Regions from separate parts of the Drosophila melanogaster genome. Here region 1 is linked to region 2. Evidence: chromatin contacts called from public Hi-C data. All regions are on one chromosome and are shown on one strand. Each heading gives the region's core, a stretch centred on a gene start, on an enhancer-like site or on the middle of the called end of the contact. The rest is flanking DNA. Distances are from core to core; before and after follow the strand shown. Region 1 holds the start of ttk (tramtrack). Region 2 overlaps zfh1 (Zn finger homeodomain 1).

What was found. Hi-C and Micro-C count contacts between places; a contact is called where the count stands out from the background.
Region 1: a contact with region 2 is called in a Hi-C map of the Kc167 cell line, with 2.4 times the contacts expected there. The contact joins two enhancer-like sites.

Annotation. Positions count from the first base shown.
Region 1 is chr3R:31,713,737-31,721,538 of dm6, reverse strand. ttk (tramtrack) reads right to left here and starts at 7,672. Exons shown (of 5, transcript NM_170566.3): 1 at 7,270-7,672. Within about 2 kb of position 2,223, at least 14 of the 39 cell types and tissues checked have an H3K27ac peak or open chromatin away from gene starts, as enhancers often do. A contact at or near this core is called in the Kc167 cell line, where this site is marked.
Region 2 is chr3R:30,767,239-30,774,420 of dm6, reverse strand. It overlaps zfh1 (Zn finger homeodomain 1), which reads right to left. Exons shown (of 5, transcript NM_170522.4): 2 at 685-848; 3 at 1-434. Among named protein-coding and RNA genes, the nearest start is that of zfh1, 4.9 kb to the right of the region's middle. Within about 2 kb of position 1,395, at least 24 of the 39 cell types and tissues checked have an H3K27ac peak or open chromatin away from gene starts, as enhancers often do. A contact at or near this core is called in the Kc167 cell line, where this site is marked.

The sequences.
Region 1 (7,802 bases), core at 974-3,473, 950 kb before region 2:
AGCGATTCTCCCTGCTTCGTTTTCTAGCGACGACGACGCTTGGCTGTCATAAAGTCCCGTTGTTGTTTTTGTAGCTCCGGCAGTTTCTAGCGCTTTCTGCGCCTTTGTTCGCCAAGTGTAAAATTCCTTTGCACGTAGGCACCCAAAAGAAAAAGCTTGGCTTAAAGCATAACAAAAACAGAAACGGAAAAAATGAAAACACAAACTGGAAAAAGGTTAGCGGCCAAGCACGTAAGCCCCGAAGAGAAGGGGCTTTCGAGGGGCCGTTGTCAATGCCACACCAACACTCGCATCGTAGGACTCTGGTTTTTGGACCAAGTCAAAACCCCCCCCCCCCATGGTTTTCAAAATTGTCATTCAAGTGTAACCGAGGTTTGTACACACACTTACCCACCCACCAACATGGAATGTAAATATGTATGTGTATAGTTTCATTCATAGAGAAATTTAATAATAGACACGCCATGGAGGAATCCCCGCGAAGCACCATGGAGATCATTCGAGATTTTTTTATCGCCATTTGTGACAACCTAGGAAGTGCAGTCGGCAACGGATTAACGAATTGGTTCCCATTTAAATTTGAAGATACTTCATTAGCAGCTTTTTAACCGTTGAAATATGTGTAATATAAATACTATCCAATAATATCTATAACAACATAGAGAGAATGATTGTCAATTCATTATATATTGATTGTTTGTTCCACTGTTTGTTATCTTCATCAAGGTATCTATAAATCGATGGATACGTAAACTTATTTATTGACATTTCGAAAATACATTTATTTAGTTTAATGTATTTCTTTAAAACCTGATTTTAGCCGGCAATTTTGCATTTTATGGGTTGTCTTAAAATTAGGTAATTAAGAAAAGTTCCTCTTTAACATGTTATATAGCTTTTAATATGGGATAATACCATATTATGTATATTTAAATAGGAGTAAGTATTGGTCGCACAATGGTAACAACATATTTTAAGAAAGAAAACTACATATAATTATGGTAAGAAAATTAAAACCGAAAGTCTGTTTGTCCCATTGTGCGTATAATAGCAAAAACAACAGCATGTCCCCAAAGATACACAACCACATGTCTGTAACACATCCGATATGTGGATATGTGTGTATATCCGTACTGGTTCCAATCATATAAGGCAAACATTTGCGGAGGAGTGAACGCCAACGAAAACAACAAAGAACCGCTCTGCTCTTCGGCTATGAACTATGAAATGAGCTTGGTGACACGGGGTGCAGGAGGAGGGGCAGCGGCAGGGAAGGGATGGGGCTGGCTTTGGGGGAGGACGGGGAAAACTAGTTGCCCTCGGTTGGGTGAGCTCACCCTGTCGATCGGCGGGATGTGGAAGCTGGAAAACTGCGACTTCCAATGACTGATTTGTGGGCATCGTCAGAGGGATGTTGATTTATTTCAGAAATAGAACAAGTTACTGGTTTTTTATCCAAAAATGTATTATTTATCTATGCACATATGTATAAGTTACTCGACGAGATCAGCTCAGCATGTAGCTAGGGATTTTAGTGTTTTATTTTCTCCGTACTCAATATTTGCCTCTCCGTACAATATTTTTTCTTTTCCAAAAGCCTAACCACCAATGGGGGACTCAAAAACTAGTTGACTAGTTTGGGCCGTTGATTACCACATCGTTTTCGGCTATCATTTGTCAGGCAAAAAATGCAGTCACTCACAGCAGTGCCATAAAAGGGCGTCTCTCCTCGACGATCTTGCAACACTCCACCAGCCCCGCCTGCCCCTTGAACAGCCCACAGCCCCTTCCCCAGAGCCTCAGGGCTGTCAGCATTATTGATCTATGCCTGCGTTTTTGTTGCTGCGACCGCTTCACGCCTCGACCCACACAGTCATTTGCCCTCGCATTCGCAGAGCTTTTTATGGCGGTGTCCTTAATTTAGACATTCGAAATGCGGGTCACCGCCGGACGGGGAAAGTTCCGCAGCTCAGCATTCGCACTGACACACTTGGTTGGCCACTCGACGATCCACCAGCGCTCTACACATGGCCACCGCACAACCACCAGAACCCCTCAAAAGTCGCTGATAATTGCGAAATCTTAATAGTGTTGAAGGCGTTATTCTGAAACGCAAAGCAGCAAGCACTTTGAGTGTTGGGAGGAGAACTACGAGTATGCAAAGGAATCCAGTGTTAGTATGCATAATTTTGGGGAACGGAGGGATATGCGATTAGGGTCCAAGAACGGGCTTGTTGCCCATTTCCTGCGATTCCCTCCGATTCTGGAGAATGTGAGTTCATCAGTGCGCGTGCTTTGCGTATGTATGTTTGTAGTTCTCTTAACCGCGTTTTGCTGATAAGACGGACGAAGGAAGTACCTCCACGATAGCAGTGTGTACACATGCATGTACTTTGGTCGTTGGGACACGCCTGATAAAGGCACCAGCTGCAGAGGCCTTGCCGCCCATGATTCATGCCCGATTGCCCTTTCCTAGGAGCCGCCAGAATTTTGGACTCATGGCCGATGAGAAAGCTTTCTTCGCTTTGCTGCGATAACAGCGGAGAAGAAGAGAGAATCGAAATTAGAATGCCGGCATTCTTCGAAAGTAACGAATCACACAGGCCCATGTGTTTGCTTTGGGCTTTCTCCGCGGGGAAAACTTTAGTGAACTCAAATCAGATGCCTCCTTCGGTCTCGCATCGAAACTTTTCTTTTCGGTTGATATACACCCCAAATGTTGGTGGCATGGGGCGTTCTTCCTGCCGTCGTTAGTAGAAACTAGAAAACTCGGTGCGGATATTTATAAACGACCCAATTGTGGGATCCAGCCAGCGATCCTCTGACGAAACTTTTGAAAACAGCTGCACCCGGCCATGCGGCGATATCCCCTCAAAGGCCCACCGATCGAATCGAAAAGCTAAATGGGGCACTCAAATGAGGGACAGAAAGAGCGAATCGCGAGGATCGTACGTTTGGAATCGCCTTGATCGGCTGGGCAAAAAAGCAACAAAGGAAACGACGAGAAATACGTAAGTGGGGGAGTCATCGGGGCTATGCCCATTACTTTTAGGATGCGGGGTAACATTTTTTGGTTATTTATAAATTATATATTATGGTAAGTACATTTTCTGGTAAATATCCACATTTAAAACTAACCATTGTTTAAAGCAACAATCTCCTGTAAGTTATTAGATTTATATAGACTGTGCAGCACATTTTGTTACCCTTGACGTACATAGCTGTTTAGTGTGCCCATATCCCCTTTCTAGGATGTTCACTAAGGGGTATGCCCAGAAAAAGCACGCAGTCTGCTGCTTTCTCTTCGTGCGTTTCGTGGGCCTCTGCCGCGGTCGGCGTCGCCATATATTTCACTTTTTAATTTCTTAAATTTTTTTGATAGCGTTCTCCTTGCTCTCCTGCCGTGTGTGCGTCCGTTTTGTGGTATGGTATGTGTGCGAATGCCATCCCCATAGTCTCCACTTCCACTTCCTCCTGCGCCTCCTACCTCCTCCCACCACCCACCACCCATCGTCCCCCACACCGCTGCGCACTCAATTAAGCTTATCGCCCACTGTCCGCCCGTGTGCGTGAGTATCTGTGTGTGCTTTTTATTTGTGTGTGCCTTGTATCTGCGACGTTTTGTGGGGATATCTGCGTGCTGCTTGCTTTTTAGAGGTGACTTTCCTCGTCTGCGCTCCTTGAAGGCTACGAGGAAAACATCTCTGCTGGCTTCTCGTTTTCTGTCTTCCCCGTTCGCCTGTTCCTCTCCTCCTCCGCCTACCACCCACACCACACCACCCCACCTCACCCCCATTCACTCGCCCTGGGAAGCACGCTGCTGGTGTCGTGTGCAAATGGCCCCAACAGCGGCGGCCGCAATCGAAAAATCCTCTTTGAGAGGATTAAAATATACACAGCTTTTTTCTTATTGTCATGTGCTCTTTGCTTCCCTGCGAGCGGTACAGTGGGGCATATGCGATGATTTTGGGTAAAAAGGATTTTTGAGGATTTGGCATAATAGTTATGATAAATCTCAGTACTTCTTGGACGCTTATATGTCATATTATCGTTTTGAGCTCAACATGGAATTTCAACGGAATTTCTGTAAGGACTGTCAGGAATGTATATTTGTTTTGAGCTACAACCTTCAAGATTGATTGTAAGTCCAATTATGAAAACAAAAAGGGCAATGTGGAATTTGAACACAGCTCCACTGTGCCCGCCTTGTATCCCCAACCTCCGGTTGTCCCACACACGGACAAACGGAACGGACACCGTCCCCTGGCAAAGCTTAAGGGTAGCAGAGGCGTTGGCAGCGCTGCTTTCAATTACATTTCATTTGCATTTCGTAGTGTGCTGTCTACCTCTGTGTGTTTATTTCTTTTCGCTGATGTTGCCTTTTCCCGCACAAACACAGCGGCGTACTATAAGTTCGCAGCCTTAAGTCAAATGCCTGGCCATCCGCTCTCCTTTTTGAAATTCGCTTTTGTGGCTGCCATTCGTTGAAGAATGCAAAATAGGAAACGGCTGGCAGATGAACACATCCACCGCCGATTGTGTGGGTGAGTGATTTTTGAGTTCTTCAGTTTTTCAGGCACCACAGGGCGTATACTTGACGCGGACATTGAGCTGCGCCGGCAGCGGCGTCGACGTCGTTAATTGAATTATAGTGCATGCGTATGTATGCTTGTAAGGCCTGCAAAAGGCTTAAAACGGTAAAAAAAATATTTAATTTCAGCCAGCAGGCGGAAATTGTGAAATAAGCCTAACTACGTGTTTGGGGTCCGGAAATTACTAGAAATCCTTAAGAAATAACATTAGGTTTTATTTGGTAATTGTTCTTTAAATTTATTATGAATCTTTGATATCCATGTAAGTAAAAATTTATGATCTTTGGGCAACTGTAACTATATCTGGAGGGTTACCACTGCTGCCTTCTGGTTTCCGTCTTTTGCTTAGCTTTTTTCGGCCCATTCTCTTTTCGCGAAGATTTCTGCCTGAGTTACAAAACATATTTTGGTCACTGACCTTTTCTGTTTCTTGTATTTTTCGTTGATTCCTCATTTTTTTGCTGACTTTTGAGCGTTTTTTGTTTGTGTTCCACTTTTGAATTTAGGTTTTTGCAGTAGTCGGAGTTTTTGTGCAGATTGCTAATTAAAAAAGGAGATATATGGGGTACACGCGCGACTTGTATGCTATCAGGATGGGCAATCGGGGCAGCAGAACCCCGAAAGCGAAATACCTGGCGTTCTCCGCGAAGGTGATTCAAATCAGAAATGCATTCAAGAAAAATTTCATTTACTTGTAATGCCACAAGCCCCAGAATATGAAAAGGAGTATCGTGTGGATGAAAAGGTATACCACATGAATATACACGGGGAAACCGCGCACAACAGACATTTATTTAGCATGGCAGCTGGCACTTGCGAATGAAATAAATAAATATAAAATCATTTTAAATAACAATAATCAAGGAATGTATTGTGCAAATTTGGTTCCGAATAATTGTTGAATACGAAAAAGGGGCAGGAAATCGGCGCAAGATGGCAGATACATTTAAGTAGAATTTGTGAAAGAGTCACGTGCACTAAACCAATGCACCGGAAAAATTTCCTGTATTATTTCAATCATTATTTGTTAAAAATGTTTTAACATTTCTTGCCCTGTGTACTTAAGGGAGAGTGAGAGAAGAATAGATAAGAGAGTTCTGCCTTTTCCTATCCCCCGCTGATATTGCGTATACGCCGCTTGGACTTTTACTGTTTCGACTTTTTATGGGTTTCTACGAGCGAAAACAACAATGCATATGTTCAGATCGCGTTTGCGTTGTTAGTCATGTCATCCTCTTTCTCTTTTCCCTCTTTCATTGCTGCTTTAACCGTTTCGATCGCCGGCTAAACAACAGTTATAATTCGAGCATAATGTTAAGTGAGCGCAAGGTGTTCACAAGTGTCTTTGTGTGTGTGGGGCAAACAAACAGAAAAGCTTTCGCGGAGAGCGGGAAATATATAGTAAAGAGCGCATAGTGCTGCTCTTGTCGTTTCATTAACAAAACAACCGCAAAATTTATGTGTGATCTGAGACTGGGCATTCGTTTCCTTTTCGCCCCAATACAAAGTATAATTCACGATTTTTGTTGTTGCTGCCACTGTGTGAAGTGGGTTAGCGAATTAAAAACAACGACAGAAGTAACAAATAAACATAACATACAAAGACAAATGCAGATCGGAGACGAAGATTGTGTTTTTTGGGCTGTGATCTTGATTTGCATAATTGAATTTGTGGCTTAGCGTGGAGCACAGGTGCAAGTGTAGAGTTGCCCCTTGGCCAGGGTTGTCAGGTTTCCTTCCTCCCAAGAATAGTAACCAACGTATAGAGTTGTAGCTCACTTTAGTTATTGCGATTAAATAAACGTAAAGCCGAGTTACACAATCAATACATTGAGTCCAAATAATTTGTGCAGTGCAAACATGTTGCGTACATGGATTACTCATTCACACATTCACTCCATTGGTTCATTCAGAAAAACACCGCAAGTGTTGCAGCCACTGGAAGCCACCAGAAGGCACTGGAACTGGAAGAGTGATCAAAAGGGGTGCGCCGGGCGAATGACGACTGGATGTGGAAGTGGGGGATAAAAAAGGAAATGGGCAACTGCAAATGACAGAGATCACTGAAGCACGACCGACAAATAAGCGGCGGACGAATCTATGTATCTAGTATCTGGTATCTAGTGTGGCGGCATTACTCCCCATGTGCCGTATACGGCATGTGTGCATTTGTATCTGTGGCTGTACCACTATCTGTATAAGTTGGATACAAAAGCGTCTTTCCAATAGGCGTGTGTTGGTGCATGTACTGAGCGTGTGAGCGGGAAATTGTTAGAAGAAAATGTATCTGCTAGGCTTTTAAGACTGCTAGATTTCCAAAACGACCCTTGGCCAATTTGTCAGGCTTTTATTGCTATAATTCTGTAATCCAAAAGCTATTAACTGCTGATTTTGTCATCAATTGTTTTCGACTCCTGCGATGTCCTGTTTAAAGTGATTAGATTCTAATCCAAAAATATAATTCAGTGAACATTCAAATCTTTAAAAAAATCACTACGGACTCCAGAAACAAAAGCCAGTTAAAGAACTTTTGAATCTTAATCAATAAAATCCTCATCTGAGATTCAAGATAAGTCTTAAGAAGGTAATAAGAATACTTAAACTTGTCGTTTAAATTTGAACACTTGATGATTTGACCTTTTTCGAAGACTATTTCGTGGATAATCTCACCACTTACCAATTTTACAAATATTCTTGGTAATCCGTTTTGCGGTTTCTTCGGCGGAAGAAGGCTTGCAACACTCGAAAGTACTTGTTGTTGTTTCTGTTTCTTCTCTTGTTGTTGGTTACACGTAATTGGCAACCGAGGCGAACACGGAGCCGAAAGCGGGTTGCGAAAAGGCAAAAGGCAAAGAAATCAGCTGAGGAAACGCCGCGCACGAACCTCCAATCAGAACTGAAACGGCAGGGATGTCGACGTCGACGCAGAAGCCATTTTACCGCATTTGTTGTCCCTGAGCTGAGCCCCAAAACCGAGAGAGAGAGAGAGGCAGAACGAGCACCACAGAGAGCCGCTAAGGTGGATACACAAAGCCGAGCCGAAGCCTTACCGAAAGCTTTGATCACACGGCACGAACTGAGCTGGGAATAGCATGGAATATGGGAGTATGGGAATTGGTAGTGGTAGTGGGCGGTATTTGTAGTGCTCCCGTTTCACATTGCTCTCCCGCTCGCAGGGCACCAAAAACGCAAGTGGATGTGGACGGATGA
Region 2 (7,182 bases), core at 146-2,645:
TGCTGCTGTTGCAGTTGCTGCTGCTGCTGTTGGCTGGGCGAGCTGGCGGTGCGGGCGGACTGCATGGCCAGGGAGGCGGCGGCGGCCATGAACTGGGCGTGCAGGTGGGGCGGCAGTTGGGGCGGCGGATGCTGCAGCTGGGCGAAGAGGTCGCCGGGCGTGAGGGAGCCAGGTGAGCACATCGGCGACATTTTGTTAGCACTGTTGTGGTTCTTGGCCAGCTCGCTGTTGTTGTTCATGGACTGGCTGCTGGTGCTGTTGTTGTTGGCGTTGGCGGTGCTGCTGTTGTTGTTGCTGGCCAGCGGCGACTTGGCGTACCGCCTGCTGCTGCCGCTCATGTTGCTCTGCTCGTCCTCGGCATCGCTCTCCGGCTGGGCAGCTCCGCAGTTCAGCTTGTCGTGGGGATGCTCGCTGGCAATGTGCTCGCTGAGGGACTGTGAAAGTGAATGAAAAAGGATTTAAATTTATTACTTGATTAAGATGGCGCTTATCTGGCGTTTAGCCCCATGAACTTGGCCCTATAATCATAATCACTTGGCATTTCCCCTACTTCAATCCTACTGACGAAAGTTCTTTAATTTCCTAAGCTGAATTACTCTTAAATCAAAAATTACCAAGAATTAATGAGCAATAATTATTTGTACTGCTCAGTAACTAGGCTTTTGTTGGTTATCCAAATCTTACCTGATACTCGGGGAATCGCTTGTGGCACTGGGTACACTTGACCAGGAAGGCATCTGCAGCGGCACCTGGCTGGTTGGGATGGGCATCCTGGATCCCACTGGATCCCGGATTGCTGTGCTTCGGCGACTGGTTGTGGTGGAGCAAAGTGGAGGCCAGCGAGGGAACTGCGGAGAGATGGGGGAGGAAAACAAATTAACTGTCAGATCGTTTAAGAACCATAAAATATGCGAAAGGGAACTCGAAAACCAAATGAGAAGTATGTAGTGTGAGTGGGGCGAACTGCTGGCTGAGGTGCTGCAGAATCCACAGAGAGAAATTCGGGGCTAACTTACATATAGAGATGACAAAAGTTATAATTCAGAACGATGAGAACTTTAAAGTTACTCTAAGAAAATGTATAGATTTCAAACTGAATGGCTGATTGAATCTTATTTTCTCTGTGTTCCCAAGAACTGGTGGATCGACTTAATTTCGTGGCAAATCAACTTCGCAGGCCTTCACGCAAGACTGAAATCCGTAGAGGCGATGATCTCATGGTTTCTTTCGATCCGCCACAGAAACCAAAAAACAAAAAAAAAAAGAAAAGAAAAGAAAACAGAAACGGGCAAAAGAAGCGGAGAAAAGAAGTGGAAGAATTGAAGAACGCACGCACACTTGAGAGAGAAGAGTTGACTTAATCAGTTGAAAAAAGCGTTCAGCCATGGCGAAGGAGAAGAAAGAGACGGGCAGACAGAGAGGCAAGACGCGGTCCCAGAAGATTGCTGTTGCTTTGTTCCCCCGAGGGTCACTCAATTGCCCTCTCGCTCTCGCGCTACTCTGAAACTTTGTATCTGTATCTGAGAAGGTGGAAGACTTCACAAAATGGAGTTTCTGTTCTTTGGGTCTGTTTCTGTTTGTTTTTCCTATAGAGTGTGTAGAGGGCACAACAGAGCGAGTCTTTGTTCCCATTGCCATTTGATCGCTACCTTAATTTAAGCCAATTAACTGGCGGCAGACGAAGACAGATACTCAGTTACTCAGATACTGGAATACTGGAATACTGGGATACTCGAATACTCGAATACTCGAATACTCAGATGCGCGATACTCACATACGGGCACTGAATGAATGAACCCTGTTTTATCGCCACCTTTCTGCCAGAAGTATCTGTATCTGAGGGCTGTCGGTTCAATCAAGCGCAATCTACGAAAGTTCATTGCACGTTTTCACTTTCAATAGTTGCAATCTTAATTGATTTCGATGCGGGCTCCGATCAAAAAGGAATTAAAACCGATGATGATGCTTCATCGCTGGATGCCTCCCACCTTTATCACTTAAGAAGCCATTAAAAGTCATTATGGGACAACAGCTGACACACGTAGATCCCTATCTTTCGATTCCGTATCTTCGGACTAAATAGTTTATATAATTTTGAGTTCAAGAATTTATTTCGCCTGGTCCGCCTAATGACATTTTTATTGAAAGTTGTAAAACGACAACACTTTTTTATGGCCCCTACATTTGGTTTCATCAGCATAATGTGCCCCAAAGAAAAACTGCGCTCGTGGTGAAAAACGTGGAGCTCAACAAGTGTGTCACCAGCTCATTTAGCCCAATCAATTGTTCATAACCGAGGAATTATTAACGCAATCGGTTTTACACTTTTATTTTTCCGCCCCGTAACGCTGCTGCTGCTGAAATATTGAAAGTGTCCCGCAAATTAATTTCAATTTGTGCGCCACCGAAACGAAGTGAAAAGGAATTTCTTGTATTTGTTTCTGTTTTTTTTTTTTCAGAACGGTACTCGAGCGTTTTTCGTGTATTTCTATAGGTTCGGTCTCATCTTTCGGCTTCAACTATTTTGCGACCAACGCGAACCAATTGAAGTTGATTGATAGTGTTAGGTGTGTGTTAGAAGAAATCGAAAGAGAGAGCGCCGGGCATTTGAATTCTTCAAAGACGAAGGTATTTGAAATCTTTCATTTCAACCTGAACTTTATGGGCCCACGTTGGAAAGATACTATAGTTTTGCATTTTGAAAATACTTTCTAAAATTCAAAGTTATTAAAAAAATAAAAGCCACGAATCTCCTGCTTTGACAGTTGCCAAAATGTTGATTGGGGCATTATGTTTTTTATTCTTTCGAATGTTTGCGAGGGGGGACTTCTGGGGCAATTTATGGGCGACCGCACGTTTGCCAAAAACAAAACAAAAAACGCCAGCAATCAAAATCTAGCCGAGGGGAAATCTTCTGGAACGATGTCAAGTGTTTGCTGCCGATTCGTATTCTGTTCTGTTTTTTTTTTTTTTTGGTTCACCTGTGCGGTGGAAAACACGCGCAGCGAAAAATATTCAAAAATAGGGTAGATAAACGGATGTGGGGGAGGTCTGAATATTATAAATAATACGTAGATGGGCAGGCGGCGTAAATCAATGGCAAAATAAGCGAGAAAAGATACATTTGTATCTGCAGGATGGACGGACACCCGAGATACACCCACTAATTTTATGTGCTCGTTTTTATTGCCAACTTTTATTAGCCAGACATATTTCGACTAAGCCCGGCTAATGCAAATTTATTTATTTCTCCTGCGCCGTTCTACGCTTTTGAAAAAATTCAACATTTTCATTCCAATAATTTATTTGCTCGTCGAATTTTCCACCTGACTTTCCCCAGCTTTTCCCCGCTTGTCAGTGGCCAAAGTGTTTTTTAATATTTCACTGACAGCCGATTGTCACGACAATTTTCCGCGCTCTAGCGCCGACAGGTGAGGGAAATTCTTTGGGGCACCGGAAAATTGTTTAGCGATTGCTGACGCAGTTGCAGACAAATGGACGACAGGTGGCGCCCGCTGGCGAAGAGGGGTTCGATGATATTTAATGCAAATAAACATAAATTCTAGCACTTAATTATAAACAGACCTCCGGGCCTGCGCTCATTTGCAGTCAATGAACGTGGTTAGCATATTTATGATATAAATTGCCTGCAAATGAGAGCGAGTGCAAAAACACTTAGTACAGAGCTAGCTAATTGCCAGTGGAAAAACAAAACACAAAAAAAAAAAAAATAATAAAAAAATAAGGGGGAAATGCGAAAAACGACACTATCAGACAGTCGCAATTAATTTGTAAATGAAAACCTGTGGGAAGGTTTACGGCTCAGTTGTTTGCCTCGTCGAGTTTCAGACGTGCGAATATTTATGGCCGCAATCGAGTGGAGAACGAACCCGTCTCGAACCGAATCGAATCGAATCGTATTGGAATTCCAGGAGGGTCCAAGTCCGATCTCAAGTGGCAATCGGCTTTGGGCACAGCCACACATGTGAGCGGCATGTGGAGTTGTCCCGATAATCGCTCTAAATTTGGAATGCCCTTTCGAGGGCTTGCCTACCTAGAGATCCGTGCACTGAGAACAATTGCCAGCGAAAGATACAAAATATATATGAAGGGGTTTCTGCCCTGCACTCCACTCCTTCCAAAAAAAAAAAACGGACTTTAAAGTGACGGTTTCTTTCAGTGTCGCACCTTTGCCCTGGTCTACTCTCCACTTTCGAATGGGCACAAAGGTGGCCACGTTGTGCCCCTTCAAGTGGCAAATGCAAAGGTGCAGATTCGGAGCCAGACGATCGCCTATAAATAGAGTTCTCCTTTCTGCCCTTTCTGCTTTATTTGTTTGTTCAGCAAGCTGATGCTGCGTGCTGCTTGCTGCTTGCTGCTTGCTGCCTGCTGCATGTTGCACGTTGCACGTTGCTAGTTGCTAGTTGCTGCTGCCACGTTTATTTTATTTGTAGCATTTTGCTTTGCTGAGTGTGAAATTTTAATAGCCAAGCGAGCCGTGTCCGCGTTCGTGTCCCTGTCCTTTTTTCCCTGCATCTGCACAAATGTACATATTGTACATATGTACATATATAGTAGGTCTATCTGGAGGGTAGGGAAACATATGTGTCCCGGGGCGAACTATTTCTGCGATTTACCTTGAAAAAATATGCAGAAACGCGTGTGATGTCGTGGTGTGGGCGTTCTACGCTCTGAAATTGGAGTTGCAATGCGTTGGCGAGCCGAAAGCAATTAGAGAAATATGCCGCAGAGGTGTTCAAAGCAGGGGAAATCGTGAAGGAAATATGCCCGGCCATCCATGAGATACTTTGGCATCTTGTTCCTCAAAGGGAGCGAAATAGTTACTTTAATTAGTTTGAATAATATTCGAAAAATCTTAATAACGCACAAACTAAATTCGCCATTTTAAAGAGATCTCTGAAATACTTTAACGATTACATTTGTCAGAATAGCAATAGTTATGAGTTATTTAAAAATTGGCATATTAATTTACATATATATAAATACCAAACTGAATACCAAAAACCGAAGCTTCAGCCAGTTGAAACGTACTTCATTAATTCAGCAAGTACAACCAAAGTTGGGCTTAACTTGGCTAATTGATATTCACTTGGTCCTCTCGACTCGTGTATAAATTGTACGCGCTCGAAAAAAAAACAACTCCGAAATAAAGCCCATCGAGTGCAATTGAAACTTTTTCAGTTGGCGCTACCACAATAGAGCTGTTGACTATTTTTGTTTATTTAAAACTTTTAACAATTATTGTGCAATTGTGCGAAATTTATTGCAATTGAACGCCAATCAGAAGGGAAGTGCCCTTCTGAACCCTCTCCACTCGCCAATTTCATGGCTTTCCCTGGGTTTTCCACTCCGGTTTTTCTCAATGCCAGCACCCGTTAACCAAAATCGTTTACATGTTAAATTGTGCCTGCTCACTCCTTTTTTTTTAGAGCCTCCTCTTTGGCGCTGCAATTTTGCCTGCCCTTTGGCAACACCTTTTTTAAGGGGGTGTTGCAAGGGTTGGGTGGCAGGGGGCACCCTTTTGTTTGCGCCGATTTTTTGGCACTTTTTTTTCGGGGGATAGCACGGGTAGCAATTGTTGTCTCGTGGAGAGCGGCGGGCATTAAATAAATAAGAAAAAATATATTCGCAAGGAGGCGGGCTGCATTCCGTGCAATTTTCACTTTACAACTGTTTCAAAGTTATCTTTGTTTCAATTGTGTGCACGACGGCGGCAAAAAGCGAGCAGCAAAAAATATTGGCAAACAATTTACTTTTTGGCCAAAATGCGAAATAAAAGTAAAATGTGGCAAATAATTTGCCCAAAGCTGCGGCAGGTTGAACACGGAATAAAGGGAATCTGCAGCAGGATATCAAAGAGGACTTTCCCCTCATTGATTTATTGTCCTTTTGTGCTGGTTGCAAATGGGGAGCTTCCTTTTTTTTTTTTGCTCTGTAGCCTGGCTCAATTGCAATTTAAAGACACAGTCTGTTTATTTTGGGCAAAGTCGGGCCGAAGTCTCCAACTCCACTTGAGATAGGCATCGGCAAAATTAATCATCTTTGCATGCCAGTTGCCAGATAGTTTGTGGGGCCAAGTTTGTTTAATTTCGATTACCAGCTGACGGGGCAGAGTCCTGTGCCCGGTGAAAGATGCAGGATGAGCCGGCCAGGAGTTATAAATGGCAGCACCGACAGCACCAGCATATAAAACTGACATCCACTGACAGCAGCCAAAATGATTAATTAGACAGGAGGCAATCTTGTTGCTGGTGGAACACACACACTAGGTAGGTATTCCCAATCGAAGATGCAAATGTCAGATAAATGTTTAATTTCTGCTCAGGGCTTCGATGGGCGAAAATGGGAATGGAAATTGGCGCTGATTTATACATAGAGTATATTTAGAGTATATTTAGCTAAGGGGCGTAGTCGAAGGTGATAACAGGCGACAGGTTTTCGCCAGGGCGAAATCTTTGATTTACGGCATTTTGGAGCCGTTTCGAAATGCGACACAACACACGCCGAGCAGCCGGAAAATTAGTACAACTTGACTAGCTGGCTGGCTGACTAGCTGGCTGGCTGGCTGGCGTTTTCCCCCGGCTTTTCCAAAAGCCCAGCGAACAGCATTTCGTATGTAGCCGGCGATTAATATCCATCGCAGTCGCAGCTGCCCAGCGCCATCAAGCAGCTCGGTTTGCCCAGGGAAGAGACGGAAAACAAGCGGAAAGTATATGGATCGAAGATATGTGGGCCAACCTGTGCGCAGCCATCTCTGATCGATTAGCCAAACTATCGTGTTCGAGGGCTTTTAGTTCCGCCCACAGAGAACGGAGCTGCTTAAATAGCCATAAATTATAATTTATGGCAGCGGTGTTGCCACCGTTTCAACCGTTTCCACCGAACATGTGCAATTAATCCGTCTCTTTAGCTGGCTTATCAATTGTCAGAGTCGGAGGAGTGGAGCACCGAACGAATCGTGGGCGTTTCCCCAGCATTGCGCCATCCCCAATGCTCCCCAACTAAGCGTTTTCAATTAATTTCGGCTCTTTCTCACACCTTCCATTTCAACCGATGAGCTCTGCCCACTGACAGTTTTATGCTTTGTTTACACTCGATAAACAGAGTGGCAAGCGACCAGCAATATGGCCATAAAACAGGTTCTTAAATGGAGGTGCGGC